Regions from separate parts of the Mus musculus genome. Here region 2 is linked to region 1. The links are chromatin contacts, called in public Hi-C maps. All regions are on one chromosome and are shown on one strand. Each heading gives the region's core, a stretch centred on a gene start, on an enhancer-like site or on the middle of the called end of the contact. The rest is flanking DNA. Distances are from core to core; before and after follow the strand shown. Region 1 overlaps Gm34472 (a long non-coding RNA gene). Region 2 overlaps Gm34590 (a long non-coding RNA gene).

The links. Hi-C and Micro-C count contacts between places; a contact is called where the count stands out from the background.
Region 2: a Hi-C map of liver shows a contact between it and region 1, with 2.4 times the contacts expected there. The contact joins two enhancer-like sites. A contact is called at or near these places in 3 of 484 Hi-C or Micro-C datasets (the HL-1 cell line and liver) and 3 of 115 datasets of contacts at active chromatin or transcription factors (embryonic stem cells, forebrain and pancreatic cancer cells).

The regions. Positions count from the first base shown.
Region 1 is chr15:36,827,502-36,834,978 of GRCm38.p6, reverse strand. The region is part of intron 1 of Gm34472 (a long non-coding RNA gene); the gene reads left to right. Among named protein-coding and RNA genes, the nearest start is that of Gm34472, 12 kb to the left of the region's middle. Within about 2 kb of position 3,143, at least 7 of the 459 cell types and tissues checked have an H3K27ac peak or open chromatin away from gene starts, as enhancers often do. A contact at or near this core is called in liver, where this site is marked.
Region 2 is chr15:36,956,182-36,963,658 of GRCm38.p6, reverse strand. Gm34590 (a long non-coding RNA gene) reads right to left here. Exons shown (of 8, transcript XR_875167.3): 8 at 1-148. Among named protein-coding and RNA genes, the nearest start is that of Gm34590, 22 kb to the right of the region's middle. Within about 2 kb of position 2,683, at least 136 of the 459 cell types and tissues checked have an H3K27ac peak or open chromatin away from gene starts, as enhancers often do. A contact at or near this core is called in liver, where this site is marked.

The DNA.
Region 1 (7,477 bases), core at 1,894-4,393:
ATTTCTTTCTCTACCTTAATATCTTTCAGACTTGGTTGACTATGACTCGCCCCCAAAATAAGTCCATCCTATACATGACCAGTATGTATACTCACACATAAACTACAGCAAGGCTTCAGTACAACTCATTAGATACTCATTAGATACTATTGAATTCACATCTTTCTCAACCCAGTTACATCCTGTTCGGCATGGTGGTCTTTCTCTCTTCTTCCTTTTCCTATTCCTGTTCTATCCTGCTTGATATCAACCACACAGATGTGACACTTATTCTTGGTGACAACCCATAGTTTGACTATGCATGCTCCCTAAGCACTGTAGCCTGTAAATGTTCTCAGGGGGAGGCACTGTGATGCCAAGAGCTAAAACCAAGTGAACAAAAGGTTTTCTACTTCCTGAGCCCAGAGCTTGGGGTCTTTACCTTTAAAGTGGTCCTATTTGCACTGCATTTTTGAAGTCTTTCCAGACATTGCAGATGGAGCAACTAAAACCACATTTTCTTCCTGTGAGCAGTGCCCAGGTCAGCTGTCCCTCTCATGGGCTTATGTAATTTAATTTTTCTAAACCAAGATACAGAGCTCTAATTCATCCCACTTGACATTTTTTTCCTTTTTTTTTTTTTTTTTTTTTTTTTTTTTTTGGTTTTCAATTTTTTTTTTTTTTTGGATAGTTATTTTGTTGTCAGTCTTCCCACACTGAGTAAGTAAGTGTGAGACTTAGTGTTTGTTAACTAGAATAACCTGGGAGGAGGGGATCTCAGGAGAGGGACTGCCGCAATGAAATGGATCCATGGGCGTCTATGGGGGTATTTTCTTGATTGATGTGAGAGGGCTCACTCACTGTGAGTGGGGTCATCCCTGGATAAGCGGTCCAGGGTTGTATAAGAAAGCAACTGAGAAGCCGGGTGTGGTGGTGCACGCCTTTAATCCCAGCACTCAGGAGGCAGAGGCAGGAGGATTTCTGAGTTCCAGGCCAGCCTGGTCTACAAAGTGAGTTCCAGGGCAGCCAGGGCTATACAGAGAAACCCTGTCTTGAAACCCCCCCCCCAAAAAAAAGCAACTGAGAGAGCTGCGCGGAGCAAGCCAGTAAGCAGCACCCCTCCATGGCCTCTGCTTCAGTCCAGCCTCAAGGTTCCTGCTTTGAACTCCTGTCCTGGCTTCCTTTGATGATAGATTACAACCTATAAACTGAAATAACCCCTTTCCTCCCCGAGTTGGTTTTAGTCATGGTGTTTTATTGCAACAGAAGAACTGACTAGAACAGAAAGAGTATTTAATAAATACAGTTTCCACGCAATACCTTTTACAGAATGCTCTTAAAAGATGGCTGACTGCGTTGGAGATATAGCTCAGTAGTAAATCTTGCCTACTGTGCACAAGATATGGGCAGTTAGATCATTGGAGGGAAAAAAAGGATGCCTGGAATATTGTCCACAAGTCATGTTTGATTATTTGGTCCCCATCCTACCGGACAATATTGAAGGCAGTGGAAACTTTGGAAGGTGGGGCCCAGGTAGTGGACATAGGTCACTGGGGGTGAGCCTTTGAAGAGTATCCTAGCCTCCTACAACTGGCCTCTGTTTCCAGTCCAGCTTACTCAGCTTCCTGTCAGTTCCATGTGAACACAACCACCTCAGGGTCCCAGCCACAAAAGGAATTTCACTGACCCCCTCGACATCTCTACCGTGATGTACTGAGATTTCACAGACATTGTGAGCCACAAATAAACCTTCCCTGCCCTGGCTGCTTCTGTCTGCTATTCTGTCTCAGGGACACAGGAATTATTCATGCTAAGGTGTTTACCTAGCACAATGGTTCTCAGCCTTCCTAACACTCAGACCCTTAATACAGTTCCCCACATTGTAGTGACACCCCCAACCATAAAATTACTTGTGTTGATACTTCATAACTGCAATTCTGATACTGTTATGAATCATAATGTAAGTATTTTTAGAGATGTAGAGGTTTGCCAAAGGGGTCGCACCCATGGGTTGAGAACCACTGGCCTAACAGCTTTGCCTCTATAATATATAATAAAAAAGGATGGGCCGGGCGTGGTGGCGCACGCCTTTAATCCCAGCACTTGGGAGGCAGAGGCAGGCGGATTTCTGAGTTCGAGGCCAGCCTGGTCTACAAAGTGAGTTCCAGGACAGCCAGGGCTATACAGAGAAACCCTGTCTCAAAAACCAAAAGAAAAAAGAAAAAAAAGGATGCATCAATGGCAGAGTCCTAGATGAGAATATAAGGTCCTCAGAGGCTGACTCTGAGTTTACTATTTTTCACAGTTTGTAGTCAGACTCCATCTATAGGATGTTGGCCCATCACATGGTTAGAGAAAGCCAGCGTCCTCAGTCGAATACTAACTCAATTTATGAAGATCAGAAATTTGTGGACTACACACTAAGGCCTAACTCAGCCCTCCCCAGACCCTGGAACCCAGGAAATAGAAGTCCTTTGCGGCAGTATTATATTCTGGCTGAGAAGGTGAGACAGGCTGACAGGACACGCCCTTGTTCTGTCTACAAGCATTTGTCACTGCTGACACTAAAGAAAACAAATCAAAACACCCATAAAATTTCATCCTATATTATACTGCAGGGAAACAGTGGAAAGGCACAGCACAGCTTGGGAAGTCTCCTCTCGTGGGTCCCTACCCTCAATGGCATCTCAGTTCTGGAGGGCCACCCTTGATCTAATTAGCCACTAAGCCTTAAGTATTGCTAAGTGTCTTGTGTAGTTAGTTGTCTTTTCCTGGGAAAACAGGACACACTCCTCTATTCACTGCCTAGAGGGAGTTCGTGACTGACCAATTAAGTAACAATTACACCAGTGGCCAACTTGGTGAAGCAGTGTTTGTTAGGGTTGCTTACGAGGAGCAAGGGGTGACCCAAGAGCAGCTGAATCACAGAAAGCCCACCCCAATAATGGTCACAAAATACCAGAAAAACTCAAGGAGCTGCAACCCTGGAGCTTTCTGGCAGCTTGCAGACAGCTCCACCCTCAAAAACAAAACAAAACAAAAACAAACAAACAAAACCCACAACTCTTCTCTCTGCCCTTGGCCTGATTAACAGTCTCCTCCCCTACAGTTGTTTACTCATTTTAAACTGCTGGAATGGGGCCTTGAGAATGGTCCAAGTTGCTGTTCTCTAAAACAAGTGACCTTGTGTCAACCTTAGGAGACCTTTGACCCTCTCCCTCCCTCCCTCCTCGGGGGATGGTTCAATTAGAGGAAAGTGCCATGCAACAGTGTTAGGGGACAAAGAGAGGAACAGTGCAGGGATCCTCAAGGTGACAAAGACACAGTGCATGGCAGAGACCAGGTTGTGGTATGCAAAGTGTGGTGTGTTATGTATATGAGTGTGATACATACAGCAGTGTGCAGGTACACATGCCTACATGTAGAGACCACAGCCAGATGTCAGTTATCTTTGTGATCCATAGTATTACCTTGAGATAGGAAAGGTTTCTTAATGCAGTAAACGCCAGTGGTTCTAGTTATAGCACTAGAGCAGTGATTCCAAGCCTTCCTATCACTGTGACTCTCCTCAGGTTGTGGTTACCACCAACCACAAAATTGTTTTTGTTGCTACTTTACAATTGTAATTTTGCTACTGTTAATGAATCCTGACATGAATACCTGGTATGCGGGGTATCTGATATTCTGCTCTTGTGAAAGGATGTTTGGTACCCAAAAGGGGTTGCCATCCACAGACTGAGCAGCAGTGAACTAGAGGCTCATCTGTTCAGATAGACAGAATTTCCCAATTGTTCTTCACACCAAATTCCAGACTCAGAATCACAAGCAGTATTTATTTTTCCTTGATTCTTCTCTTCATTTCCTTTTTTAAGCCAGCAGGTATTTTTTTGTTTTGTTTTTAATCATTCATTGGGACTGCATTCTTCAAGATTTAAAACTTAGGTTTAAAAAGCATGTCTTCAAGATGTTCTCCCCTCTCACCTCTGCCGCACAGCTCTGCTCACTGAGACAACCATGTGGCCATATGCACAGGTGAACAGCATGTATGCACAGGTGCACGCACACCTGTATGCACAGCTGCACTCACGACTGTATGCACAAGTGAACAGCATGTATGCACAGCTGCACACACACCTGTTTTCTTTTCTTTTCTTTTTTCTTTTTCTTAGTCAAATGGCCTCACAATTGCAGGTAGACAATTGTCTCAGGGTTTCATTCCTGTGAAGAGACACCATGACCAAGGCAACTCTTAACAAGACAAACATTTAGCTGGGGCTGGCTTACCGTTTCAGAGGTTCAGTCCTCATGGTGGGAAGCACAGCATCATCCAGGCAGACTTGGTGTTGGAGAAGAAGCTAAGAGTTCTACACCTTGATCTTAAGACAGCTAGGAGAAGACTGTCTTCTGCACTGGGTGGAGCCTGAATATTGGATGGCAAAGCCCACTCTAGCAGTGACATACTTCCTCCAACAAGGTCATGCCTTGTAACAGTGCCACTCCCCATGGGCCAAGCATATTCAAACCACCACAGTAAACAGCATTATATTATCTTTTATAGAATTCTCAGAATTAAAACCCAAAAGGATAAAACACCTTTTTGTGTGTGTGTGTGTGTGTGTGTGTGTGTGTATAAAAGCAAAGAGGCTGATCTTTAAGGAGTAAGAAGAGTAACAGACAATAAGATGGCAAAGACATAAAATAATGTGTGTCTATGTGTGACACACATCTGTGTGTCTGTATATGTATATCTGTGTAGTGTATGCCTGTACCTGTGTGTGTGTGTGTGTGTGTGTGTGTGTGTGTGTGTGTGTCTGTATGTGTTTATTCCAAGCTGCACCATTTATAATTCAACTGCTAAGGAAAAAAACAACCAAGAATTCATAGAGGAAATACATAGGAGAATATTGTCTCCTTTTCTAGCTGTTTACTAAAATCTTTGAATGGCTCAAAAAAAGTAACTGCAATCTTTTGCTGTCACATATAAGAAACACAAAGGAATGCTGGGGAGAGCTATCCTTTGTACTTAAAACATTACACAATCCTGAGGATACAAGAAGCGACAGGAGACTTCAAAAATCCTAACACTACCGACTATCAACAAGGCCACCTAAGTTTCTCTTTTATATTATCAAATTGATGTGGAAACTCAAGAAAGCAGGTTCAAGCTGAAATGAATAGAAGGCACACTTAAGTGAGTAACTGGATGATTCAAGTGTCCTCCATGGCTCAAGATAAAGGTAACTGTAAGGGCATCGGGTCTTACTAAATTGGTGGGTGAAGGACAATTTGCTTTAGTGATTATCTTACATTTGAATATGGACTGTGCTTTGCCAGCAACTAAGAACGCAATTATTATGTTGCTTATAAAACAAGTAGCTTGAGCCCCCAGAAGGGTAATTACAAACAGAAGAACCAGATGAACTAGTCCTGGAGAAGCTGTTTCCATTCCACACTTCCATTTCTTGAGAATAATAGAAGGTAAATTCTTCTTCCATAAATATGTGTCCTTGTCAAAATTCGTCAGGGTCATTGGAAAATAAAATAATTATATTTTGGACCTGACAAGTCTTCAACCAAAAATAGTATTATCCAGCTGGGCATGATGGCACATGCCTTAAATTCCAGCACTCAGGAGGTAAAGACAGAGGTATCTATATGTATTTGAAGGCCTTCCTGTTCTACATAGTGAGTTCCAAGTCAGCAAAGGCTACATAGTGAGACTCTTTCTCAAAAAACCACAACGATGACGATGGTGGTGGTGGTGGTAATGATGGTGATGATGGGGGTGGTGGTGATAATGATTATGATGACAACAATGACATCACCCAGTTTGAGCAACTGTTCATCTCAGTCATTCCAACTGACCCTTGAGTGGCTTTGTGAGTTTTCACATATCAGAGCCACACTGGAAGAAGCCCACTTTGTTACACATAAAATCAAGTGTAAGAGCCTCAGAGAGTGACGCCACAAGAGGAATCCCAGAAACATCGTAGGCAGCAGCTTACATTACCTCACCATTCCCCAACTTATCTCGAAGTACAGTGTCATTACTTCAGTGTTCCCCAGCTTATCTTGTAGAAGGTAAGTTTGTACAGAAGGCAGAGTTCCAGGAGAGTCCCTATAAATCCCCACCATTACTGTGAATCAAATCCTACAGACTCTGCAGAGCAAATGCAGCCTTCTAAGCTTGGGAGCCATGAGAGGAAGCAAATACAAGACTGGAAACTGATTTTCAAATTAGTTGCTTCTCCTGCTGACCTTACTTGTATATAAAAATATTACGTTGGAATAACCGTGGACAGACACGTTTGGATGAGTGAGCTGACCCTCTGCTTACCCCAGCTCCTTTAAGAGTTTGTTTTCCTCCCAAGTTTATTTAATCATAGAGCAAAGCTAAAGACTGGGGGCGTTATCTTGTATGTGGATACATGATTCTTTTCCCCCATGTGGCAAAATACCATCCTAGCTTTGACGCGGAGTTCAAGTTCTAATTGATTATTCTCAGTGACATTTTCCTTAGTAGACCAGAAGACCAAACTAGAAAAAGAGCCTAAACTTGTGTTTGTTTGGCTGGGTTTTAGGTCAAAGAGCACTCTTCTGTGTTCCAGTGGGGGAATGGCTCTCCTGTTTTCTCCCATCTCCCTTCCCTATCCCTCTATCTCCAAGCACTGAAACTTGGGATACCTAGGCACTCGGAGCTCTAAGCAGTTTTCCAGGAAATTCATTTCTGCATCCTCTAAAGGGCTCTTCTGGGCAGTCAGGGGAAGCAGCCCTTTTGGGAGTTGGCCCAGGTTCTAGACTTCCTCTTTGATAAGCGTAAACTCCCTTGGGGGCAGGAACTTAGGATTGTTCACACAGAAGGTCCTGGATCCAGCCAGATCTAGCTCCTTCCAATCAAGCCTGGAAGGGGCGGGGGTAGCAGAATCTGTACCTAATGTGTGTATTCCCCTTCTCTCCCCCCCCCCCCCCCCCCCCGGTGGAGGTGGCCCGGTTTCCTTCTCCCTTCCACAAATGTGGAACACAGGGGTGTCGTGACTTGAAAAGTCTCTTCAAGGGACATGACCCAGATGGGATGAGTCCTCAGAAAGGTGGTCCTTCTGATTCCAATTTATCCTCGTTTACTTTAAGGTGTAGGAGCCCTCATGAGAGGATGTTCTCTTTGGGCTTCATTAGTGAAAGGAGTTGAGCCTTTCCAGAGCTAGCAGGTTTGTCATCTGAGAACTGTGAACTGTGTAACTTCTTGGTGTGTCCTCTGGCACTGAGCCATCTTACCGCTATTGTCAGGGATTTCAGACACACATTCTATGCAATACTCACTCTAGCCTGGCTCCTTTTTTTTTTAACTTTTATTAGTTTGTTTTCGATGTTTTTCTTGCATGTTCTATTTTGTCCTTTTGCCATCTCTACATCTTGTTCAGGAAGATAATGCAATATAACTAATGTCAAATCAACTCTAAAACAAGTATTTAGAGCTGTTCACTTTCCCTTCTTTTCTCTC
Region 2 (7,477 bases), core at 1,434-3,933, 130 kb before region 1:
CTGGCACTGGTTGGTAATTTAATAAATATTTGATGGCAGGATGATTAGTTATGGCGAGAGTAGACAAAGACTGAGAACCAGGCTTCTGCATGAGACATGTTCATGTCCACGTGTCACCAACTGCATTCATTTATGGATGCATGCATGCCTAGAATGAACAGGGCAAATGAAAGAGATAAAGTTCCTGTCCTCATACAGCTAAGTCTCTGAATAGCAGAGACTAAAAGTCAACAACAACAACAAAAAGTGAGAGAGACCTACAGACTCTGAGATCTTCTATGTAGAAAATGTCGGGGAGGGTGCATTTCAGAGCGTTGGGGGCTGCATTCAGATGGATGGGTAGGGAAAGCTTCACTGGGGACATGGGCTAGGCAGTTCTTTATCACTAGAAAGACATACCTGAGACAGTTCACTTACAGAGAAGAGGTTTATTGCTAGTGCAGCCTCAGACACATCTGCCATGCATGGTGGGGGAGTACCCATATCATGTCTAGACAGGAAGTGAAAAGTTAAGGGCCCCATAGCACACCAGGATGTACGGGCCTTTCCCTAGACCCCACCTCCTTAGCCTCCACCTTCCAAAGAGCCACTAGGGGCCCCAAAGGGCCTTTAGGGGCCTCCGAAGATCCAAGCTGTATAATGCTAGAGCTGAATCCTCAGGAATGGTGCCACGCACTCCGGTCGAATCAGCTTGACAGGCCTGAAACCTAAAAGCCACTCACGAGGCAAAGAGTTTCACGGAAACTCACCTCCTGGAACTTTGACACTCTCATACTCATACCCTAGTCCCGAGTTAGTCTGGTGTATGGATCCACGTGCTCTCTTTTAGTATTATCTTATTATAAGTGCCTTTTAAGATTGAATTCTGACATAGCTAAGCCTTTGCCAGTGTTCCAATGTCCTAGAAAGTCCTTGAGCTGACCATGGGCTTGGAATTCAGTAAGAATGTTGCCTATTCAGTGACATTCAGAATTGACTCTGGTATTACACTATCACTTTGAACAAAAGCTAAGTCACTGCCCTACACAGGAATTTACCATCATCTAAGAAGAAGGAAGTTTGAGACCTAAGGAGGAACCAGAGTAGATACTTAGAACTATAGATAGCTGAGTTACACCCATATACATGTATTTACAATGGCCTAGGGGGAAGGTGGACTATACAATAGACTAAAATAGGAACTATGGCAAGGGCACGAAGCCCTTGACCCTGGCTTCTAAGATTAAGTGGACCTTAGGTGGAGCTCTTTTTGATCCCAGTTGTTAACAATGAATTCTATCCCAGGTGGTTCCTGTCAGACCTTCTGTGTTTGTATTCCTCTGTTTTGTGTAAGAATCCAGTAACCTCTTTGTACCTTGCTGGTGTATCACCCAACTTCCCTATTTTCTTCTGTATAAAAAGTTTGATGCTCGATTTGACAAATTACATTCAGATTCTACACAACCTCTCCTGTGTGCATCAGTCTGTGACGCTTTGCCCACCTGCGACTAGAGACCCGTTCCACGCAGACAAAGGGGCCCAGAGGGTCTGCGGCAGAATGGGAAGGACCCAGCTTTAGAAACAGGCAGGTAAACAGGGTGGTTGCAGACAGTGAAAGGCTCTCCTCTGCCTGAGGTTTACTTTCTTTAAAGGACAAAAACAAAGCATCTGTTTAGTGTATGTGTGTCTATTGTGTGTGTGTCTGTGTGTGTGTCGTTTGTATGTATGTGTCTGTGACTCTCTGTGTGTGTAGAGGTCAGAGGACAGCTTGGGGAAGTCAGTTCTCTTTCCACCATGTAGGTCCCAGGGCATCAAATTCAGACTGTCAAGCTTGACAGCAACTATCTTTACTCACTGAGCCATCACAGTATCCCCAAGGCTGACTACCTCATCTATAAATGGTAAAGAAGCACCGACCTGTTGGGTCTGGGGTCTAAATGCATGGAAGCTCTCAACTGTGCAGGGCACACAGCAAGCACGTCATATACATTAGCTCTTACCAATTACTGGTTGTTCTGTAGAAAGGAATGCTAAGCCTTGACAGTTCTCTGTAATGACGGCTTGCTTGTCAAAGTGTCCCAAGACATTGGTAAATGGCTCTGTTCTGCTCACTCGTACCCGCTCATCTCACCTCCCACCCCAACTCCTATAAAGGCAATGGAAATATCTTCAACATCGATGGAGACTTGAGTCCAGCATGATACTAAAGAGAAGCATCAGCCGGGCGTGGTGGCGCACGCCTTTAATCCCAGCACTCGGGAGGCAGAGGCAGGTGGATTTCTGAGTTCGAGGCCAGCCTGGTCTACAAAGTGAGTTCCAGGACAGCCAGGGCTACACAGAGAAACCCTGTCTCGAAAAACCAAAAAAAAAAAAAAAAAAAAAAAAGAGAGAGAGAGAGAGAGAAGCATCTTTCACGGCTCTTGTGACTTCTTCATCCTTTCTGGATACCTCCCACAATGGCTATCTTAGTTGGCCAGTGAACATGTTGACAAGGGCCTTCCTGTATCTGGATGGAGAGGACGCTCTGGCCTACTTGGGACTAGCTGAGGCCACTGATCCCTTGCAGACTGTTAGTGGGTGATGAGTTAACCAGAGAAAGAAGCCAGACACCTCTATATCTGTTGCCTTCCTGGGACTGGGTGCAGCCCTGCATCTGACAGCAGGTTTGTGCCTCTCCAGAAGGATGAAAGTGCTGACCTTTGAGGACTCAGATGGCTCTCCCACGCCGTTTCCTCTGCTGGGCATGCAAGAGAGTCTCCGGTTTGTAGCCAAAGCAAATATAGATCCCAAATTATTTCAGGAATTAACATTTACTTCAGATCAAAGTCCAGAATGTGCATTCTCTGATGGATGTGTGTGTGTGTGTGTGTGTGTGTGTGTGTGTGTGTGTGTGTGCAAATGAACACCCAAGTCCACATACCTACATTTGTGCTATTGAGAGAAGACTAGCAATAGCACTGGTTTCACAACAGCGTTGGCTTCTGCGCAGCTCTCACAGATAGGTTAATTTTATGTATTCATGTTTCTTGTCTGGCCTCCAAAGGCAACATAAGCAGAATGGTGCGGAGGTAAGTGGTGAATCAGGGCTTAATTACAGGGACCTTTGTCCAACTGACATGCCGATAACTGGCCCCAGGGATGATTCAGCAGTAAACTTGCCACCGTTCTAGAGAAAGCCCTAGCTAGGATGACGTCATGCCTCGCCACACCCACCGTTTCTGTTTGCCTCTCCCCAGAGCCCCAGTCCCATCTGTGGAACTCAGAGTGCCATCTGCATTGTGAAGAATATGCGTTTTATTACTGAAATAGCATCCCCGTGTCCAACGGTGGCCCTCTAGCACTTCACATTTCATAGCGCCCTAGAAAAGAAAGAAATCCTAGCCCTCGGGAAAGATTCCGCAGCACATCGTGAGCTCTGTCTGCAGCCGCCTGGATCAGGGACTGGATATTTAATCTTTGTACTCCATGGGTATTTATACTTTGAAGCAAAGGGATTGGTTTAACTTAATCCCTGGAAATTGAGGTGTGTGGCTAGACTTGCTACAAAGAAAGCATTGCAGAGTGTGAAGAGAAATGGGTGTGAGCCAGTCCACGCATCTGGTTGTGCAGGGCCCACACATGCTTTGGGTGGTCTAGTTCTCCCTTTCTCCCTTTTTTTTCCTGAGCAATAAAACCAGACAAGCATTTCTGAGAGGCACCTTTATCTTCATCTACTAATTTTAGGTTTTTTTTTTGTTTTGTTTTGTTTTGTTTTGTTTTTGCTATGCCTGAAGAGAGACATTGTTCGTTTTATTTCAGTTATCCATTTTGAAGAGCAGTGGATAGAGCTGAGGTCCGCAGAGCTGGCTAAAAAAGGAAACCCAAACTGTTAATCTCACCTTTCTCTTCTGCCTCTTGATGTCATGATGTAGGGAACTCTTGCAGCCAGTTTGCAAAGAAGAAAAAGGGCAAAAAGGGCAGAAGTTTGGGTCCTTGATGTTGCCAAGTGGCCAACAAACCAAAGCTAGGTAGAACTGCCCTGTCCCCAACCATCTTGTCATATAAGTTAATACATCATTTGTCACTTAAACTAGGTGGATCAAGGTTTTCTGTTCTATAAACACTGAAAATATCATTACTATGTGATAGTGGCTTCCAGGCTTTTTGACCATAAATCAAATCAGGAAATATTTTTACCCTTTGTATAATTTAGAATGCCTGTGCAATACATCCTAAGGTGTTCTCAGCTCTTCTGTTTCATTCTTTAAAATTCAGGTCATGACCCATTAAAGTGATTTCAAAGCTCACTAATGGGTCATGACCCACATTTCAGAGAACATTAAGTCATGGGGGTATAAGCTGCAGTAACGATAAGAAGTACAGCATGTTGTCACAAAGACATGGTAATGAAGTGTCACACAGGAAGGAACTGTCACCTTGAGTTGGAAAGTATAGTTTTTAGCAGGGAAAGAAAGTGGAGAGCTGGAGATTCATGGAATGACAAAACTGGCATGTTCCACAGCCACGCATAAGTCTGTCCAACCCTGAACACAGCTCCCAGAGAAGTGGACTGATTCAGGCAACGGAATGTGAGAGACCCTCAACAAAGTCACCAGGAAGCGTCGGTTTCAGGGCACATAAAATAGCAGCAACTGTATGTTGGTTAGGTCTGCACCTCACTAGAGGCTCACACTGATGGGCTTCGGGCTCAAGGAGGATGAGAAATGCTGTGCTTGAGGAGAGCAGTGTCCTCCCTATCCCTCTGCCTTCAGCCACTGCAAAGCCATCCCAGTCTGGGGTCTCCACCTAAGAGTTGCTGTTGATGCTGAACACAGTGCTAGCTTTAAAAAAAAAAAAGTCCCCTGGCAGCGCACACACAGTGCTGATTCTGCACTGCCTCCAAATGAAACCATCAAGGTGCAGGCAAGAGAGACCACTTTTCAAGCAGAAAGGTCTTTAGTCCTGGGCTCCTCGTTCTTATTCCTCATGCCTGCCTTCTAGAGAATTCACTTCTTGTGAGATCCAGACCCCACAGACAGGTGGGGCCATGTTACTTGGTACCTCTAGTTTAAAAAACAAAAACAAAAACAAAACAAAACAAAACAAAAAAAACAGTGGAGGAGAAATTGAAATCTCTGATTAAATCCAGAGTTTGCGCTATCTGTAGATTTTAATTACCCATGTCCTTTCCTTCTATGCTCTCTCCCTGGAAGCAAAAGTTGACTCTTCAGATGGAAATTAATTGGCACTCGTCTGTAACTTCTTTTCATCAGGTGCACAGTAATTGGAAAGCCAGAGTAGCATTTTCCTGGGAGTCTGCCTATTGTAGATATTAATGTAGATTGTACCCATTCCTTTCAAATTCATGGTAGTTTTAAAGTAAGACTCATCAGCTCTCTAAACAGCTTTCTTTTCCCTACAGTGGATAATCTTGGTGCTTTGGGCAAAGCACCCAGTGTTGGTTTGAATAAAGATGGTCCACATTGTCCCATGGGAAGTGGCACTATTAGGAGGTGTGGCCTTGTTGGAGTAGATAGAGCTTTGTTGGAGGACATGCATCACCAGGGGTGGTTGGAGTTCGTCAAAAGACCCTCACTCACAAAGACCACAGAGACTGCCATCGCTGCAAAATGCATGAGGATTTTTATTATTCCAACATGTTGGGGACTCCCCTCTCAGCATGCAGGCCAGAGAAGAGACCCAGAACAAAGAAAGTACACAGTTTTTATACCTTTGTAAGGGATAGATTTGAGCAACAGGGTTTTCATTGGTGTAGCAAGTAACCCTTTTAGGTACTGGTTGGTTTGTATAGTGACTAAGTAACCCTTTGGCCTAGTCGCTTTGCTTGCCCCCATGGTGGGTTATTATGATTTGGTCAGCAAAGTAATAGTACATTTTGAACTTATGGGTCAGTTATTAACGTCACAGTTATTAAAGTCAGGGGAATTCTCACAAGGTCAGGGTGGTTTGTGGTCTTTGTCAGAATTCAGTGTGGGGCGGGGGGGGGGGGGTAGAAGAATTGCTAATCTTGTTATGGTTATTTCTCTGAGAACAGCTAATATTGTTTTGGCAGCTTGTAGGCTCAGTCATTTTGACTGCTAAAACTATGTTTTTACAATTGTTTAGTCAGCCAGCTTCCTTATCTGGCTCTGCACTTGGCCTGCTAGTACAGTTAGTTTGGAAAGTCCTTTTTGAAGGGGGAAGGTACTGGGTGGTCTTGAATTCATTTTGGATATTACAGGGTCAGGCTTTGCGGTCTGAGAAACTTAGTTCTAGTTTTCTTCTTGTTGCTTGTAGATCCAGATGTAGAACTCTTAGCTCCTTTCCAGCGCTATGTTGCCTGCATGTCACCATGCTTCCCTCCATGATGATAATGGACTAAACCTCTGAACCTGTAAGCCAGCTCAATTGTGTTCCTTTACAAGAATTGCCTTGGTCATGGTGTTTCTTTACAGCAATAGAAACCCTAACTAAGACAACATTTTGCCTTTCTGCTTCACTGTCTTCACTTGGATGAAGACAGTCACTGACCTGGCTAGTTTTATATCAGTCTGACACAAGCTAGAGTCATCTGAAAAGAGGGAACCTCAACTGAGAAAATGACTTCATGAGATCCAGCTGTAGGACATTTTTTTTTATTAGTAGGAGGTCCCAGACCATTGTGGGTGGTGTCATCCCTAGGCTAGTGGTCCTAGATTCTGTAAGAGAATAAGATGACCAAGTCATGATGAGCAAACCAGTAGTCAACACACCTCAATAGCCTCTGCATTAGCTTCTGCCTCCAGGTTCCTGCCCTGTTTGAGTTCCTGTCCTGACTTCCTTCAAGGATGGACTGCAATGTGGAAGTGTAAGCCAAATAAACCTTTTCACCCCCAACGTGCTTTTGGTTATGTTTTGGACAGCCAATTTGATCCCATAGCTTACACAAAGCAATGAGCTAGCACTACAGCTATAGGTCCCACCCTGGCATTGCCAAGGTTTTATTAATTCCTCTTGGTTCGATGTCTCAATACTCCATGTACTAGTTTGACCTTGTATGCTGAATAAAATGAGTGTGGCACATCCTTCAGAACCTCAGGCACCACCAGGGCCTTGGCTGCCAGCTCATGGGTTTGACTGGATGCTGAGAGTTCTGATCTAATCAGTGGATTAATCTCTTGAAGGAGCCATTACTTGATGGACTCTTTTGGAGGAGGTGAAGCATGGGGGTTGAAGCCTACAGGAAGCAGGTCATTAGGGTGTGTCCTTGGGATGGGTTTGTATTGATTAGTTTTCTGTTGCTGTAGTCAAATATCTTGAGCAAACATAACTCAATGGAGAAAGTTTATTTTGGCTTCTGGTTCTAGAGGGAGAGTCCAAGTGGCCGGCAGGCATGGTAGCAGGAACAAGAAGCTGGGTGTTCACTTCTTTACCCAAAAGTGCAACATACTCAATGGGAGGCGAAGCTGTAAACTCTCAGCCCACCCGACCCCCACCAGGCTGCCCCCACCAGACTGCCCCATCCCCAGTGCCCCCAGCA